2 separate regions of the Rattus norvegicus genome follow, and region 1 is linked to region 2. A link is a contact called in public Hi-C data. All regions are on one chromosome and are shown on one strand. The core of a region is the stretch at or near the end of the contact, and the rest is flanking DNA. Distances in the headings are between cores, read along the strand shown. Region 1 overlaps LOC120100662 (a long non-coding RNA gene). Region 2 overlaps LOC103691412 (a long non-coding RNA gene).

Region 1 (5,839 bases), core at 3,276-5,775, 1.1 Mb before region 2:
AAGCATCCATTTGAGTCCCTTTTATTATTATATTTGATCTAGTTTGTTAGAATTGTCAACATTATTTTGACCAAAACTTATGTTTTATTTACATACCTGGTTAAATCCCATAAGTGTGTTACTAGGAACAATTTAACATGCAATTTAACAAAAGAAACATTAAGGAAAGTCAAATAATCAAATAATACAGATAGAGAGCACAGAATAAATTTTGACTACTACTAATAACCATCAAGACACTGGGAAGAGATGTGCGAATGAGGCAGGATGACACCGGTTCATTTATTTTGCTGTTTCATACCCTCATAACCAGCGCAAGTGACATCGGCAAGGTATGCAAGTTCCATCAGTCTCACGTTCTTTACGTGCAAAGTATACTTGGCTCCTATTTTATGAATTTGTTCTAAATATCAGTAGTAGCAAAATGTTGAGTGAGATTAGGTAGCACTGAGTAGAATAGCAGCTACTATTATTAAAATGGTCAAAATCAGTCCACAGACAATTACAGCTTCCCTTGTAAACTTCATAGACTCTCTCACAATGATTCAATTTCTCAATCAACCACCAGTAGTTTTATTGGGAATCTGAGGTCTAGCATTGTAAAAAAGAGAGACAGTTCCTACAATTTTTTCATCCTTAGTCTTAATCTAGAAATTGACTAGTAGAGAGTCTTAATTGCCTCTCTCTCTCTCTCTCTCTCTCTCTCTGTGTGTGTGTGTGTGTGTGTATGTGTGTGTCTATAAGCAAATGTTCATAATAATTTAAATTATATTTAAATTATTATGTTTACACCTAGAAAAAATTTGACAGTTTTCCCTAGGATTCTTGGAGAAAATTAACCTTCTAATTTTTAAACCTCCCTGTTATTCAAGAATGCCTTGTATCTTGAGACTGTGTGTTGTGTTAAATACAGAAGATGCTGCTGGGTGCAGGATGGCTCTCCTCCCTCAGTTTCACTGTAGAGACAGAATAGGGTGTTGCTGCAGCCTTGCTGCAAAGCCTAAAAATAAAAGAACTTAGCCCAGGAAAACTGAAAGAAAGGAACCCTCGACCTGTAATGCCTGCCTCTAAGTACAGCTTTAACTGAAGTACACCAGACCAAGGTCATTAAGAGATTTCTGTGCACCGAACATACTCCTACTCAGGAAAGGGAGGCAAGGGCACCGCTGATTTGTGTTTATGAAATTGCAAGTCATTCTTCCATAAAATACAGAAGGTCCTCCCTCCAGTATATAATGTGAATGTCAAAAGTCAATTAATTGCATTAGAAACTCCAGATTAAAAACTCAGAAATTCACAAATCTGTATCCATGTTAAAAATTCTATGTATTTATCATCTACCTATCTTCTGATACTCACTGTAAGTTGAGTAAAAAGAAAGATATAAAATGCAACATTTGTGTTAAAATTGTTTTCATCTGGATTTAACTAACTGGAATGAACTAAAATAATCTCATCAGTGAAAAAGGAAGGTTAAATTATCAAGTTTTCAATCTTTTCTTTATCAAAAATAGTTCAGTCATTGTTCAAAGTATTGATTTCTCCAATCTTACAGAAGATGCTTTGTGGACTTCTCTTCATACAGAATGAATTCAGAAGGAAAAAAATATGGACGTAAGCTTATTCCGTCTGAAATATATATACTCCGGGTTGTTGCGAGTGGCTGATTTTCGTTTGCTTTTTTTTAATACTTGTGACTTTTCTGCTTTTCAGTAATTCCGAGAATCAAAGATATCATTTAAAATGAGCCAAGTTGAGAAACTTACCGCTTTAAAAATTATCAGCCATACATATCCTCCATCACTATTTTCCTATCAGAAAGCTGCAAACATCTGCACTGATTACAATTAAAAACAGTGTAAAAGATTATCACTCCAATTATAGCCTCCTGTTCTAATCAAAATTCAGTCCTGTTCCCAGACAGCGACGGGCGTGACGCCCATATGCCTTTTTCTCTGCACTGGAACCTCCCTGAGTTCTGTTTGTTCTTTAATCAATGAATATGTATAGCTCTCTTGAATTTCTCTTTATCAGAAAGTAGCATCTTATGTAGATAAAATTTCAAAGCTCTTGAACTCTACTTTTTCTTTTCATTTCTATGAACCCACTTGGAGAAATGCAAAAAATAAAATAAAAAAGGCACCATACTTTGCTCAACAAAGAAGTTTCTGGCCTGCCAGGGCTTTTTAGGTTATTATTTTAGGAACCTTTCCTATGTTTGGTTTGCATATTTTTCATTGTAATATTATTTTCTCCAAAACGTAGAAAACCTTCTTGGTTTGAAGTATGCTTACATTAAATCAGTAGTTATTATATAGAAATAGACCTTTTAGTGGACAAAGTAATGCATCGTATTGTGGTGCTTTGATACACACACCACACCACTCACACACTGCCCTCCTGCTTCCCTCCTCACTCTCTTTCTCTGATGTACAAGTGAGTTCTGCTTACTTAGCGAAATAAAGGAGAGGTGCATCTGTACCAGGTATTAAAAATATCAAAAATGAACACAGTTTTTAAATTACCAGGTTTCATGAGGAAGTTATATTTAAACGTAAGCTAAAAAAAACCAACCATTTGAAATAGTAAAATAGATAGATATAATCAGCAAACATTTCTTTAATATGTATAGAATATATAGATATAGAATATGTATATAATCAGTAGCTATTTTTTATGGTTAAGATCATATTGTCATTCAAGAAGGAGATAAAAGGAAAATAAAACTTTAAATGACATAGTTTTTCTTCTATAGTCCTTTAAAAGGTGAAAATTTAGATTTGGTGTCTTTATGCATATTTATACTATATACTATATTTGGTACATAGTTTGAGATTTAAAGAAATCTTAATTTTGAAGTACACATCTACTTTAAAATATGTGTGCCTTTGTTTAACTTACAGGATGAAAATTTACACTGACCGAGACTATAACTATGGCGAATGTAATCAATGTTAAGTCTATGATTTTTATTTCTGTCTAATGGAACCACTGGCATTGAATGTCCCAGCGTTTGTGTGCCCACGCGCACGTGCCAAAAGTGAGGAAAAATAACCAACAAAATTATTTTCTGTTGCAATATTACTTGGAATATTTGCGAGGACTGTGTGGGTTTGTTAAGTCATTTTAAGTAAGTATTTTGTTTTAATTCAAAGCCTGGACCAGCATTTGAGCACCACTCCAGTTTGTGTTTTTTATGGATCTCTAACCGCTATAAAATCTGTATTGTTCTTAAGTCATGAAGCCTTCAAAATTGCCGTTTCATGAAAAAGAATGAAAGAAAAGAAAAAAGGGGAAGAAAGAAGGAAAGGAAGAAAGAAAAGGGAAAGGCTCAGGCTCCCCCAATAGCATAAAAACACTGGTTGCTGACTGAAATCATTCAAAGATTTGTTCCACACAATTATAAGTCAACTTTTTGAGTCCCTTAAAAGACAAATTCTTAGAAACAGTAAAAATAATATTAAAATGTACGAGATTAAAAAAAAAAGAATTCTTAAGCTTTTGAAATGAATCTCAACTAGAAAGAAAATCCAGTATTTGAAGATGACTTATTAGACAAAGTATAAGCGGCACACCTGGACATGCGATGCATAAAATGACATTTTAAAGCTATTTAGCAGATTGGAAAAATAAATACTTTTGCTTTCGAACAATTCACAGTTCGATACTTCGAGTGCTGCGTATAGGGCAGCCTGTCTGAGGGCCGACATCGGAAGAGAATTCGAGAACAGTTTAGGCACTGTGCCTTTCCAAAAGAAGGAATTTAGTTATTACCTAGGAATTTAGTTATGCACTGCCTTGCCTCCTGACATTTTATTTGGGTGGTGGGGAGATGGTTTGTTTCAAAGAAACGTCTTAAAATACCCACACAAAGGTATGAAAGCAGGTGATGTTTTAATTCTTTCAGAAACTGGAAATCAAAACACGGATGTGTTTTGTTTAAAGTTCAATCTAATGAAAAGAAAATGAAAAAGAAAAACTTGAAAAGGGAGAGGAAAGGGCTGAAGGAGGGAAAGAAGGGCCAGAGAAGACTAGTTCCACTCAAACTAAAATGGTACCATAAATTTATTGAAGGTTATTGAAGCCGATGAGCTATTTTGTCCTAAAATATTCATATTCTTCAACCTCGTGTTTCTTTTCTTTTCTTTCTTTTTTGGGGTCGTTGGTGGTGGTGGTGGTGAGGTTGGCTACTCCTTTCTATCAGTTGCCCCAAACAGGAATTGGTTCCTTGAGATCCCGGGGTCTCGGGGAGACTTCTCAGATGACCACTAGATGGCATGAAAGCACTGTATTGGACCTGCTCAGCCACCTTGCACAGTGCGACATTGAGGGGTTTATTCTTTTCAAGCTGCGAGCTCAGTGTTAGTCATGTAAGATGCCTTTTCTTTGAGAAAGATCTTTTTGTGTCGCATGACACTTTCCAGGACACAAAGGGAGTATTCTGTCCTCCTTCCACACGCACTCAGAAAATGTCAGATTAAATTTGGAATAGTAAAAATCATGTCAGTGTTTGCTGGGGTTTCCTGAGAACTTTACTCTCTTCCCTTTGGGGGATAGTGTGCTATTTGTTATGGGGTCTTCCTTAATAGATGGACAGAAAAGTCCCTTCACCGCTGGGCCTGCAACAACTGCAAAGTTTAAACATTCACATTCATATTTCTTTTTCTTAATTCTTTTTTTTTCTATAAAAAAAATCTCTTTGTTTTTTTCTTCACCTTACACTATTGGCGTCTCTCATTAAGGACTGTAATATGAAATGCTGGATTTAAAACTGCCGTGACAAAGGAGACATTCCCCCTTTAACATCCTCTACCAGCTAGGCAAAGCACGTCTTTGTTCTTGCTTCTCAAATACAATGTTTAAAGTTTTTGCCCGGTCACTGGGCATTTTCTAGTCTGCCCGTCCACACTTGCAGATGTACTTTTATATGTGGTACATTTCCTGTTTCCCAAGATACATATCAAACATTTCTATCCCTGTACCTCCACACCAGGAACAATTACCACACCCCTTCAGATGTTATCACTATCTGCCTTCACAAATGTCCATTGTAGACGATGTTTTGATCTTTGGATAAGTGCCTTAATTTAAAATAATGGCAAAAGGGTAAATTAGGCCTCCATGCTCAGCAGTGCATGAATGACAAATCTGTTGTAGTTGGGGCATATTTTTGATATTCCTTTAAAAGTCTCATAGCAGATTTACATATGATCAAAAATGGTATTACACATTGGTAAGCTGAAGTGCGTAATTTATTCCACGTACTACTGATATAGCTATATAATCTATACATCTAATTATACTTCTAATGGCTTTACAATGTTGATAGATGTAAAATTATATCAGTTTAAAATTTCAAGGATTTCTGGTTTGGGGGATGAGAGTTGGTTTTTATAATCTACCCTTGAAAAGCTTTTTATCCCTTACATATTATCTGAGAAGAAGATATATTGTTGGAAGTATTTTCACAGCTTTGATTTTTATAAATTTACCAAAACTAGAGATTATACCAAACATCCATTTAAAACATTTAGTAAAACAAGGATCCAATGATGGAATCATAGCTCTTTAAAATGCAAGGGTGAGAGGAATCATTGGGTACCATGGTGGTAAAACTTCCTTCACAGTCAACGTTATCTGTAGTGCCCTCTCTGTGTGGATCTAGTTTGAGAAAATTTCAGTTAATTTGTGGTGTGAACATACGGCATGGTTAATAAGTTATGTCTTCAATTTCTCTTGAAATTGATTCTATCATTTTTTACCTTGGATATAATCCCTAAAGTTCCTATGATTATTATAACACAGTGGGTTGTAACAGATCAATAAAAAATTAGAGACA
Region 2 (5,767 bases), core at 858-3,357:
GTGGAGACGGAGTCCTGGTGTGTTTTGGTCTCCCTTGATATAGCCCTCCCTTTAGTATAGAATTAAACAAATGAAAACAGACTGAACTCCTAGATTGGGTCTGTGCCCTTTGTCACATGTGTCCATGGTCTAGTGTCTCCAGGAGAGGTTCGCTTATCCCATTCCCTTCGTGTTGAGAACACGAAGGAACGGGTACAAGAGTGGCAATGTTGATCAGAAAACATTATGTGAAAATGAGATGGGTACATTTGAAGTCTGCTTAAATCCATAGTTGGTTGTCTAGGGCGGGAGCCTTGATGTGTGTAAGTTGGCAGTCTGAGGTGAATGAAGCTCTTGGGAAGAGAGGAGGCTTCCTGAATTTTGAGTGGCTTTCCCTTCAGCTCCATGGAACTACAAGAACACCTGTGTGCATCTACTTGAAGGGGTGTGTGTGTGTGTGTGTGTGTGTGTGTGGTGTATGTGTGTGTAAAACATTTGATCAAAAATACATTTGTCAAAATCGGTCTCATTATCTGTTGGAACCAGGTATCACGTCATTAACTGCCCAGGATAACTCAAGAGAGGAAGCAGCATCGTTAGCTCTGATAGCTTCTTTCATTTCTCTGGCCCTTTACAGAACTCCTTTTGAGTAGGGCGAGGCTGAATTTTCTCCTCTTCCTTTCTTGATTCTGGCATACAAAACCATTCTCCCACTTGAGCCATCTGCCGCAGGTGTAATGGATGGCAGGGGGCCCGACCTAACTACACTCCAGTCTCTTCCAGATCCTCACCGCTCGGCACCAAACAAATGAGTCCTGTTCCGCCGCTAGGGTGCCGAGGTGGATGGTGGACGCTGGCTCCAGCCTTTGGAAACACTCGACGCTTAGAAACTAGAACCAGCTGACAAAACAGGCAACACACAGGCGCCCCCCATCCCCGCTCCCCAATCTACACACAAATGGAAGATACGTACATAACATTTAAAAGCCCTTTTGATTCGCTCTTAATTCTTGCTAACTTCGAGCTGTCTTACTGATTACTTATAACCCCCCCCATACCCCACCCAGTGTGTTTGCGTGTACGGGGCACGCATGAATGTGCGTGTGTATTAAAAAAAACCGCTTATTGGTAGGTCAGCAACAGCTGATCAGTCATGGAGATCCAATAATCTTTTTGATTACATACGAATTTTCGTTAAAGTCATTCTTTATAAAAGGAAAAATAACACTATTCTGTACAATCTAGGGATCCTAGGTTAGGATCGAGGGGATGGTAGAACCAAAGAGCGCCCACCTTGCCAAACTTTCCCTTTTAAAGATCTGAGAGAAGAATACTTTCTCACTTCCTGAGGCCAAAGCGTCCCTTGAGCCAGGGTATGTAAGGAGGGGAGCTGCAGATAGTTAGGGAGAGGGCTTTAGAAGTTACAGCCGTCGCTGATTCCCTATGCAGGTTGGGAAGCAGCCCTGTGCGGCAGCCTGTGTTAGGAACTACAAGGAGGGCGAATGACACCCATGTGTTCCGGGACCCTTGTATTGTGGCCCTTCGCGACCTTCAGTCGATCCCAGTTTTAACCGCTGTTTGACTACCACCAGACTCTCAGATTTGGGCGGGGTCTGGACCCTTCCAAGTGGGAGCTCCTCCGGCCCCCAGAGTACTCACCTTTGGCGAGGCCTTGGCAAATCACCGCCCAGAAGCATCAAGTTTCCACTTCCCAGATGTACCAGATCCAGATTCCCTCCTGTCTTCCAGTCACCGCAGGCCTCTCTCTCTCTCTCTCTCTCTCTCTCTCTCTCTCTCTCTCTCTCTCTCTCTCTCTCTCTCTCTCTCCCCTTTCGGAGGCAAAACAGCTTGGTTATTCAGAAGAGGGGGAGGGGAAGGGAGAAAAGAAAAGAAGGGAGAGAGGGGGAGTGGAGGGTGAGGAGGAGAAGAACCAGAAGATAGTGCGGGCGTTGGTAGAAAAGGAGGAGGAAGAGGTGGAGGGATGGGAGGGTAGGGTGGAGTAACAGAAGATGGGGTGGGATGTGACCGCCAGGAATAAATTGCTCCCCACCCAGCTGCAGTGCGACGCCCCCAGCGTCTCTGGGGAGCTGGTGCGTCAGCTCCGGACTGGCCTAGGCGGGGCGGTACAAAAGCTAGAGCCGTAGGACCCCCTGCGAGGGCTTCCACCCAGTCCATCCAGCCCTCGAGGCCGCTTCCCCAGACAGCCTCCGTGCACGGGCAAGGTGGCTATCCACCGCCTTCACGCCACCGGGAACTTTTACTTCACCACCGGAGCCTAGCCATTCTGTTTGGTGTCAGAGTAGTGCGGAAGCCCGCAGGGCATCCTCACCCTCTCACCCTGGCGCTCTACCGCCCTAGCCAGAGCGGCTGCGGTCCGTTGAGTCGTGTTCCACCTCCAGCCCCCCTTCCCAAATGCCTGGGTTAAGCCGGATCCCCGACTCTCTGCTTTTCACCGGGCATCCCTGCCTCTTCTAAGCACCTTCCTCTTTTTTTGCTTTCTCTCTCTCTCTCTCTCTCTCTCTCTCTCTCTCTCTCTCTCTCTCTCTCTCTCTCTCTCTCCCCCCCCGTGTGTGTGTGTGTGTGTGTGTGTGTGCGTGTGTGTGTGTGTGTGTATGTGTATGTTTGTGCTCACGCATGAGCGCAGCGCGTGTGTGTATTTACGCGCGCAGCGCACGTTCTGGGCAAGAAAGAAGGTAAAATCCAGCACAAAAGTAGCTTTGGTCTCCAGTTTCTTGGAGATACGAGCAAGTTAAACGTATCGAGTATTTGACATAACATTTCGAAGTAAAAAGAAAAAAGACACAGGAGCTCCCCGGATCATTTAAACTAAGGTTTTACACTGCAAGGGTCATTTATTATTGTTAAGTAAGACGAAAATAAGCTGAAAATAAAAAGCGATCAGTAGTGCAGAAAGCAGGACATTTTGGCACCCGTCCGAAGCTGGGAGCGTTTGGATTTTCTTCAGTAGGAACTACCAGGATGGATAAAGGTGGAAGCCACAGATCCACACAAAACCGCTTCAGTACGTGATGGGATTAAAAATAGGACCTTGCTTTCCCCGACACAGACAACCCATTAGTTCTCTGTTAAACGCACTAAACCAGCCCCGTACAATGATTTCATGGACGCCTTTAATGCACAGACACGGGGGTACCACGGAGGGTGCACGCGATCGGTTTGAAAAATTGTGACGCATTCATAAAGAGAAAAAGTTTAAACATCGATATCTAAACACACGAGTGCGTTTTCCCAGACAACCATCCCTAAATACAGTGAGCTCCCCATCTTCACTTCCTTGCTGATCTCTAGATCCGACCTTGTACAGTAGGCCGCTAGGTTCCACATAACTCTACGTACATTCATCTGAATGGCACATCATAAAATGTCAGAGTGGGGGAGGGAACCCTTAAGGGGCGTGGAGAAGAAGCCTTTTATTAGCAATTATATTCTCCCAAAGCTGTTTAATTTCAATAATAGCAATGGTGTCGCGGTAACCATCTCGTTTCTGCCATTACAGTGAGACTACCAAATGGATCGCAACACTAAGGGGTTTTCACACTTAGTTGACAGACTACTGTTGTACTTTATGCACCTATGCTAGGGCAGGAAGAACTTCCTGGACATTATTTTGTTCAGCATCTGGTATAAGGACTCACTTGCCTCCAAACTTTATTTCAGAATAACAAGGATGTGGCTAATTTATGCCTACCATGGACTTAAAGTAAAATGGAAAACGAAGTTGTTCTTTGAAAAATTATGTTAATCGAAGGCAAATAAAAATATTTCCCTTGAGCAGAATGAGCTGACTAGGAACTCTATAAAGCGGAGGTCATATTTCACCGCTCTGACTGGGATTTCCAAGATTCTCTTGGAGAGCAGCAATAGGAAAACAAACGAAGAGCAAAGAGCCCAGCCTGTGCCCTTGCATCTCGGTGCCAAGAACAAACATCCCAGCCACAGCGGTGCCCCCCAGATGCTTCATAATGCTGCACTGATATGGATCCGGTGTCTGTGGATAAAAGTTCTGCATCCCACAGCATCTCCTAAACATTGTGAAGTGAGTGTTTGTATAAGAACAACATTCAGACTACAGTACAATGACAGGCCAGAGAGAGCCTTTATTGTGTGTCATTTAACAGTTGAGCAATAATTAACCACCCTTGCTTGTTGAATACTAATTGTAGATGTTTGGCTGTCTTTGTTTGAAATTATGAGACACTCACACAGGAGGTAAAAGGGTGTGACAATCACAGGTTTAGATTGCAGATGTTTAAGACATAGAGAAAGCCCACAGGTGCCTGCGGCTGGGTTTAAGAAAGTCCCCACAGCTTGCAAAACCTCTCCTTATACCTGAGATAGACAACTTCATAAATTGCACTCCAGTTCTTCTACTCAACTGGTATACATTGTCAGAGTTGCTTGTGCACACTCCCAAAATGGGCCAGACAGCTTACAGTAGACACCAGATAGCGGCTGACATCTCACACAACCCGCCTGTTGGCAAGCTGCAGAACTGTTTGGGAGGAAGTCAGTAAAGCCCCAAGGTGTGTCTGGCAGTCTGCTGCTGGCGCTGGGAGCATGGCTTCCATGAGAGACTTGGAAATGTGGCCTGATTCTGTGAGGAAGAGGGGGAAGAAGAGGAAAAGGCTTTCTCTCTCCAAATCCTGTCACTGACCAGACAGTTTTTATGTTAGACTGTTCTCCCCTGTCGCTACAGAATATTCCACTGGCCTAAAAGACCTACAGTTGAGGTTCATGTAGAGAGTCAAGCTTGCCCCCAAGTAGAGATAGCTATGGAGTGCTGCTGCATTCTTCTCACTGATAGCTCCTGTAAAAAACAATGGCTTTCGCCACAGCCAGGAAAGTCAGAACATTCACTACCAAGCAACACTGATTATGGCATAGTAATGGCGCCAGTTGAACCTTTACCACCACAAGAAACGCTTTTCCTGCCAATCTCTCAGAGACTTGTAAGAAAAGTAGTTTGCAAGTAGTCACTGCTGATAGTTCTTACAATAATTAACAGTGAGCTCAAGGGCGTTCTGAGGTCATAGAAATATCAACAGAGAGAGATTGCCTGTTTTCTAGCGGGAACTCTGTAAGTGGGCATAGTCTACAGAGATGGGACTTCATTCATGTGATGGAACCAAGCCTTTCTAACCTGTGAGTTTTTGCCTAAATTCACCAATCTGAATTAAGGAGCCAGGATTCACAGCCCCCCCTGTGTATTGCCACTGCATACCCAACTCTGTGCCCTGTGTGCCCTGTGGTCACCATGTGGATATTCTGCTACAATTCTCTTACTGTTATTTTTTTAACCTGCCATTTTGATCACCTTGAATGAATATTCCTTTCAGAAATCAATGGAGAAGTTCAAATTTAGGCCTCATGTTCACCAGTTAAAAGCTATTCTGTTTGATCATAAAAAAAATTAGGGCCTCTCCCCTAATTCAGCATGTGACTTTTTAAGGCTCAAATAATTCCTTTGGTTATCCAAGGTTTCAATATCTGTGGGTGTCAAATTTCAGAATGGCAACAAAGTAGTGTCAGAAGGGATTGGTGATTGTTGAGTGGGGTCATTATTCTTCAAGTCTCCTACCTTTCTGCCTAATGAAACACCAGTTGGCCCTGTTGGAAATCTTCTCTAGTCACCAAAATTGGTATAATATATTCCACTCAGGGCTGTGCCTGCCACTTTACCTCTTAGAAAAGGTCCTGACTCAGTTCTTGCATTTAAATGTAGAGACTTGTCTCTGCACAGATTATTAAAGTTATAATACTCTTAAAG

What was found. A called contact is a pair of places that touch in the nucleus more often than the background predicts.
Region 1: a Hi-C map of prefrontal cortex shows a contact between it and region 2, with 16 times the contacts expected there. The contact joins two enhancer-like sites. A contact is called at or near these places in 11 of 12 Hi-C or Micro-C datasets (the A7r5 cell line, the Rat2 cell line, Schwann cells and 6 more) and 1 of 1 datasets of contacts at active chromatin or transcription factors (oligodendrocytes).

The regions. Positions count from the first base shown.
Region 1 is chr2:17,045,552-17,051,390 of GRCr8, reverse strand. The region is part of intron 2 of LOC120100662 (a long non-coding RNA gene); the gene reads right to left. Among named protein-coding and RNA genes, the nearest start is that of Ccnh, 520 kb to the left of the region's middle. Within about 2 kb of position 4,525, at least 15 of the 93 cell types and tissues checked have an H3K27ac peak or open chromatin away from gene starts, as enhancers often do.
Region 2 is chr2:15,912,016-15,917,782 of GRCr8, reverse strand. All of the region lies in intron 1 of LOC103691412 (a long non-coding RNA gene), which reads left to right. It also overlaps a transcript of Mir9-2hg not described here. Among named protein-coding and RNA genes, the nearest start is that of Mir9-2hg, 7.1 kb to the left of the region's middle. Within about 2 kb of position 2,107, at least 53 of the 93 cell types and tissues checked have an H3K27ac peak or open chromatin away from gene starts, as enhancers often do.